Linked DNA regions of Triticum aestivum: region 2 is linked to region 1. Evidence: chromatin contacts called from public Hi-C data. All regions are on one chromosome and are shown on one strand. The core of a region is the stretch at or near the end of the contact, and the rest is flanking DNA. Distances in the headings are between cores, read along the strand shown. Region 1 holds the start of LOC123104426 (BAG-associated GRAM protein 1). Region 2 holds the start of LOC123107435.

The links. Hi-C and Micro-C count contacts between places; a contact is called where the count stands out from the background.
Region 2: a contact with region 1 is called in a Hi-C map of leaf, with 2.9 times the contacts expected there. The contact joins the promoter of LOC123107435 here to the promoter of LOC123104426 in region 1. A contact is called at or near these places in 1 of 5 Hi-C or Micro-C datasets (leaf) and 1 of 1 datasets of contacts at active chromatin or transcription factors (leaf).

What each region holds. Positions count from the first base shown.
Region 1 is chr5A:513,400,880-513,404,514 of IWGSC CS RefSeq v2.1, reverse strand. It overlaps LOC123104426 (BAG-associated GRAM protein 1), which reads left to right and starts at 2,306. Exons shown (of 18, transcript XM_044526268.1): 1 at 2,306-2,614; 2 at 2,764-2,796; 3 at 2,896-2,993. The coding sequence starts at 2,429.
Region 2 is chr5A:513,790,303-513,793,764 of IWGSC CS RefSeq v2.1, reverse strand. LOC123107435 reads right to left here and starts at 1,470. Exons shown (of 2, transcript XM_044529423.1): 1 at 1,196-1,470; 2 at 678-1,095. The coding sequence starts at 1,455. The coding sequence ends at 801. LOC123104429 (disease resistance protein Pik-2) reads left to right here. Exons shown (of 2, transcript XM_044526271.1): 2 at 1-483. The coding sequence ends at 318.

The DNA of each region.
Region 1 (3,635 bases), core at 1,057-3,556:
TTAGTATTTGTGGATGTTTGCTAATAGTTTCAATAATAATTACGTATGATTCCAAGTATGGATAGTATGTTAGAAAAGGCCTCTCCTACATATAAAACTGCAATGATGACGATCGGTCTAGTAATTTAGCCAATTGCCTGGGGACAATTCTGCACCACATACGACCACCACTTTTTCACGTTCGCTATGTATTGTTCTTTTACAAAACAACACCTAACTTTTATTTACGGGTTTTAATTATCTTGCAAAACTATTCTTTGATACCAAGTACTTCTAGTTTTACTTCCTAGGTAAAGCAAACACTTGGTGTACATATGATTGTATCAGTGACATATAGGACCTAAGAAAATACGAATCTTATCTTTAACTCCTACCACCTCTATATTTGGAAAGTGCTATGACAATTCCTTGCACCCAGGGATTACCAACCTCTTTTCTGGCATCATTTTCCGCGAGCAATATGTAGACAAACTACTTTCTTATTGAGCCTAAAATTTGGAATGGAATTTAAAAATTGTTAGTTGTCTATTCGCCCACCCCTCTAGTCGACGATACTGATCTTTTCAGTAGCCTCGTCTTTTCATATTAGGTACGACTTCTTTCAGACCTTTCGCTACTGCTAGTACCAAAAGGAGATGCTCCGAGTGAAGGGACGCTCGTATTGGGTGTCAAGGGCACGTTTGTTTGTCCCAAAAGGATATGCTCCTTGGACCACCTAAGGGTCAATTCGGACACTCTTTGAACTTATAGTGTGTTCCCTCGTCTGCACCTCGAGGTTGTTCAAATTGCTCTACATCTTCAAAATCATCGACAAACACCCTAGCCAAGGTGAGGGGCATCAGAACATTGTGGATGAGTTTGCCCATTGGCGAAGCGACTGTGCGTGTTGCGACATCTTTTAGTTGGCCATCCATCATGGCTTGAAGAGTTCACTGGGCGTCCCCGCAGAAGGGAGCGGTGGCGCGACCGCCTGTTGGACTATAAAGCCTTCTCGTCACTCGGTCGTAAGCCATCTCTCTCTCTCTCTCTCTCCCTCCCTCCCTCCCTCCCTCTCTCTCTCTCTCTCTCCGGCCGCCCTTACCCATCTGTTCAATGTGCAGCTCCTCTGCGGCGGCTCCCCTTGCGCGCTACTCATGGACCGGCCTGGGGATTTGGTCAGGATCTGTGTGTTACCCGCACAAGTCGCCCGAGAGTTGGCCTGGTCGAGTTGATCTGGGGATTTACGGGAGAGAGGAAGTGAGTGATACCTTCGACCGCTTCGTAGGTGAGGTGAGAGGGAGTGGTGGGTCGTGGGCTCACGATGTTCGCTCGCTCTATCATTGGAGCGAACAAATCCAGGTGATGGCATGGCTATCATCTGTGTGCCAAGATTAGTGCGCTAGATCCAACGACGACAAATGTTTTCGATACAAGTGACTAAAAATCTGATACTATTGTTTTTCGAAAAAACTAATGCCCACATGTGTGGGCGTTTGCACATCGCCCACACACCTTCATCACCACTCATTTTGCCACGTATGAATAGATGACATCAACAGAAATCTTTTTGGTTTTCGACTTAAAAATGTTTTATCTCCTAATTAAAAAATCAAATTAAAAATCTGTTTTCACCATTAAACCCGTCTCGACGAGATCTTCAAAATTAGACCCCATGTTGATATGTTTCGATGAATTTTTTTTTGCCCAGAAGTTGCCATAATGTTTACACTGTAGTGGCCATAGTGCTTAAACTAAAGTTGCCATGTGACAATTTTAGTTTGTAGAGCATGACAATTTTAGTTTTTTTATGATGGCAATTCCAGTACTTTGATCATGAAAATATTTTTTTTGTATGAACCATGACAATTTTAAGTGCATGTATCATGACAATTTTAGTTTATGGTACATGACAAGTCTAGTTTCTTAATTCTCCGTTTTATAAGATGTCAAAATTTACTTTTAAATGTAGAACAAAATAGTTAAAACATATGATGGCAACTTCGGTGTAAACATCATGGCAATTCATGTGTAATAGACATGGCAACTTTTAAACAAAAAAAATTCATCGAAATATATCGATATGAGATCTAGTTTCAAAGATGGATTGTGAAAACAGATCTTCAATCGGATTTTTTATTTAAGAGATAAAACGGATCTTAATCGGATTTTGCGAGCGTCCCATCCTGCATTTCCCCGACGCATCAAGATCCGCGCCACCTCACGCGCAAGCGGCCCCAACCGTCGGATCTCACTGGGGGGCCACGCTGTCCCGACCGGTTCCACCTTCTCCGCCACGTCGCGCCCCCTCCCGTTCCGTAACCACCACCTCCCCCCTTTGCCCCCTTCCCTCCCATGGCCATCGCGTGCTTGTCCCTCCCCTCACCCTCTCCCACCCCCGAGAAACCCTAGACCCCCTCCCTCGGCGTCGGCCTCGCGGAGGGTCGGCGGCATGTCGCCGCAGGCGGCGGCGGCGCTCGGGTTCCTCCTGCCCACCTGCTGGGAGATCGAGGTCACCTGCGCCGCGGCCATGCTCATCGTCGCGCTCTACGCCGCCTACGAGCTCCTCGGCCCGCGCGCCCCGCCCGCGGGCGCCGACGACCTCGCCCTCGCGCGGGACCTCGACGGCGCCGACAAGGTAAGCAAGCACCGGCGGTTGCCTGGGGTCCGTCAGTGGGGAAATTTTTGGGCGGTTACGGCATGCGCCGATGAACGATCACCCGTGCTAACGTTGCTAGCGTTTTTGGTTTGGCTTTGTCTGTTCCGCGCGCGGGGATTGCTGCTCAGTACTCCACGGGGCCGTCGGCGTACGTGGTGAAGGTGAGGCTGATCAGCCCCTTGTCTCTGATTTTGTTGCGCCCCCCTGATTGTGATTGACTCTGTGAGCGGTCGTGTGACTTGGGTGCGTGCCTGTAACAGCTGGAGCTGCTAGCCGCGAAGAATTTGATCGCGGCGAACTTGAATGGGACCTCGGACCCTTATGCGCTCATCACCTGCGGCGAAGAGAAGCGTTTCAGGTTCGGTTCAGTATTTATATGTACATTCTCTTCTGCAATGCTGTCGATTCTAGTTAGTTTGGATGATTTGACTTATGGTTACAGCATTATCAGACTATAGGTTTAGGAAGAACTCTGTTCCTGATACATTCCTGACTAAAAACTTAGCAATGGCCATCACACGGTCATATGACTCATCAAAGGTTTTTCATTGGAAAATGACCTTGTCTCCTGGAATTTAGGCTGCACAATACTCAATAAACCACTTTTTTAGGGAAAAACATTTACTGATTGAATTGAAGTACGGAAGAGAGGATTGTAACAGCATTTCATTTGATTTTTTTTAGAGAAGGAGCATTTCATTTGATGACCTGTACAGATAACTATATGTGTGAGTAAACTAGGTTCAAGCTTCATCCAACAACCAATCGAACGCGTTGCCCAAAAGGTTCTGCTGGCGGCTAATGCTGTCCTTTTAAGGTCACAGTAAAACCAAGTTAAATGATGAATTATTGCTACTCACTAGATCATTAGACGAGAGATGGGAGGTGGCTCAGTTTAGACAACTACCAATCGGTGTATAGGAGTGATTCGGCGCAGGAGAAGTTCAGTTCATAGATCTAAATTGCAGATGACATAATTTGGAGATGAATGAATGTGGTT
Region 2 (3,462 bases), core at 221-2,720, 390 kb before region 1:
AAGATGTTATGTTTTGGGGAAGGTACATTTCCGAAGCTCAAACTGCTTTACATTGAAGGGATGGAGAACATCGAGAGCATACAAATCAAAGATGGTGCATTGGCCGTGCTCGAGAAACTTGAAGTGAAGAAATGCGTTAACTTGGACGACAGTAAGGAGGGCTTGTCCCTTGTGCTGGTCCTCCAAAACCTGAATGAACTAGTCTTGACAAGTTGCGGCGACAAACCGAAGCTGGAGAAGGAACTTCAAAAGCAGATTAGTGGATTTAAGAAGCGCCCCAAGTTTATTACTGGAAAGTCCATTGTATCTAGGAGTTAGCTTACGCGCTACCTCTGTTCTGATGTAGATGATGCACACAAGTTTATTTGTACTCTCCAGATATAGTAGAAATAGATTTCTCATGTAATTTCGTAAAGGAATGTAATGTGTTTTGATACTTTTTTTCCAATGAAGATCTGGCATGTATAGCATTTTTTTTGGTAATATCAGTATCACAAGTTTGAACGTATTCTTACGCAAATTAGCCGGCAGAGTTGCTTGGCGAAGGTCAAGTTCCAGAGCGGAATTTTTGCTTGGTGAACTTCATCTACGTTGTTTATCATTGACTGTCTGGTACTGGCATTGCCAGGTTATTCACAGATAAGAGCGCATCAATTCAAGCGTGTACTTCCATCGCAGGCAGCAAAACGATACTCATTGGGTAAATATTTATGCTAAGATATGGCGAATCGATCTCTGTTATGTGCTCCTCATCGACAAATGAGAAGCTGGTAAATTAAGCGGCGGCACCCAACACAAACTCACTCTACAACGGCCCCTGTCGATCTGGGCTTTATTCCGGTTACGGTGCTGGCCGCGTCCGCGGGCTCCTTCCCCTTCTCCCGCAGCTTGGCCACGGCTTCCTTCATGGCCTCCTTCCGCTTCCTGCTGGCCAACACCTTGGCCTGCACGCCGCTGAGGTTGGGGTCCTTCTTCTCCTTCTCCTCCGACGGCGGTGGCGGGGCCCGCCTCTTGGAGGCCGCCGGCGCCGCGTCCACGTGGCCCAGCAGCGCGCCGGCGCCGGCAGCGGCGATCGCCACGCCGCTCAGGAACGCCCTGCGACACCAAGTACACATCAGAAACAAAGGATGTGGCCGCTGTCTGAAACACAAAGACGCGTCACATGAATCGTAAGAGAAAAAACAGTTGGCTGAACCTCCTGGTGTCGCGGTTGGCTGGAACGCAGCCGCCGTTCTTCTTCGGAGCAGCATCTCTGCCCGGAGCTGCGCCGACGGCTGCGTGCTGCGCAGTGGCGGCGGCGGCGTGGAGGGGCGCCATGGAATGGAGCATTGCTCTGCCCTGAGTTGCTGCTGCTGTATGGTGTAGTGCAGCAATTGGCATAAGCATGTGCATGTCTCTCAAACTGCAGATGCAACCAAAGGGTGGGAGATAGACGTGGCCCCACGGAGGCGTCATGTCACGTTCCCATTGGTTGCGATCCCGTGACATGGATAAGGCCCCGAAAGCATATGCGATTGTTGTGCCGCAGTGCAAAGAGTTCACGTAAGTAGGGCCTTTTCTGCCTCTGCATCTGAGTGTTGAGAAAACAACACGTGGGTAAGGAAGGACGCAGACGGAATTTGCACCTCGAATTTGTGGATCGACGGAGGAATGTCCAATGCCTATTCTTTTAGAATGATGAATGTCTTTTTTTAATGGAGAACAGAATGTCCAATGACTAAGGTCCATTTCTTTTGACCGATTCTTTCAGAATCTTTAGAATTGATCCTTCGCCCAGCTTCTCTGAGAATCTAGAATCCATTTTTTTTACAATCCTAATTGTTTACATCCTAACTATCTAAGATTGTAAAAAAGAATATGAGTTCAAGATTCTGAAAAAAGCTGGATAAATGATCGATTCTTAAGATTCTAGGAGAATCGGCCAAAAAAAATGGGCCTAAATCAGTTCATGTATAGGCGACAAGGCCCGAAAACTCGCATGAGCATGCACCTGCCTAGCCGTGCTCAGACACTCTATTGCCTTGCGATCTGCAAAGTCGTTGGATTCCGCATAAGGTCACACCAAGTTTCAAATTTCAGAATTGTTGTGCAGGCGATAGAGTGCCGAATAAAAATCGCATGACACTCATGATCAACGGTTGTAGCCCACTGACCGACATGGATACATGGTTGCAGTTTTGTGTAGTGCGGAAATCGGCCGCAAAATATCATCCATTAGCAGTTGTATTTAAACTTTAGTTTCTAAAATCGTGATTTTGTCATTCGCTCGCACTAAGTTTTGCAGTTGATACTTATGGAGTTTTAAAAACTCTCTCAAAATGTATTTAAAATAGATCTTATCTGAAGGCCCTCGTCACGAATACCATGAATATGCAAACAAACTTAATTCAAACTTTTGGCGCACAAGATTGAAAATAAATCAAAAGCCAAAAGAAAAATAGGGACACTGCCCCCCCCCCTTACATGTGACATATCCCCTCCTTGACAGGACCCATATTCTTTTTTTTTGAAAGGCCTTAGAGCAACTCTTATAATGTCACTCATATTGATGATCATCATAATGCATATGAAGCGCGCTTCATATAGATATGAAGGCCGCCGAGACGACATAAAGACACATGGTCACTAATCTCCACCTTCATTTTTTTTCTCACTCAAATATTTGAATTCCCTTCAAAATAAGAGGTTTGGCACATTAGGCAATCATACACCTAGTTGTTGACAAGTTGCATGAACAAAAGCAATAATCGGTGACATGTCCAAAATAACACCACGTCGTTGTACCAAGTGGTCAGCTTGGTAAGCTATCAACAAAAATATTGCAACACCACGTCGTTGTGTGCACCGCCCCCTCCCGCGGCGTGTGCACCAGCACCTCCTCCGCCGGCGTGTGCTTTGTACTCTTCTTTGAGGTTCCTCGAACTTATGATGAAATCTCGCACCTACTCCTACAATTCTCGAGCCTCTGGGGTCATTGTCCTTGGATCCATTGTGATAAATTAATGTTGGTTGTGCAGGCGGATAATAAGAAGGCATATGCTAGCACTCTTAGAACATCTACAGCCGGGCGCCTCAAACCCGCCTCATACGTCTGGGCGGGCCGCCCGGTCACTGTCTGGTCATGATTGTTTGACCCAGACGGGCCCCTCAAACGGCCCTCAAACGGCCCTCAAACGCCCGGGCTGACCGGCACCCCCCATATCCATCCCAAATATGGGGCGGATATGGGACACCCGGGCACGCCTGTCACGTTGAACCCGGTCCATGCTGGCCCACCTGACCCTACATAAATCCCTTCCCATCTGCTCGCAGGATCAAACCCTAGCCACTTCACTCATCTCCCCTCCACTCCCCCCCTCCCCCCCGCCACTCAAGCTTGTCTCCGGATTCTTCCGGCCGTCTTCGGTAGGGCAGGCAGTGGATTCGAGTCCTTCACCTCCAGATCCATCGACACCGAGCTCA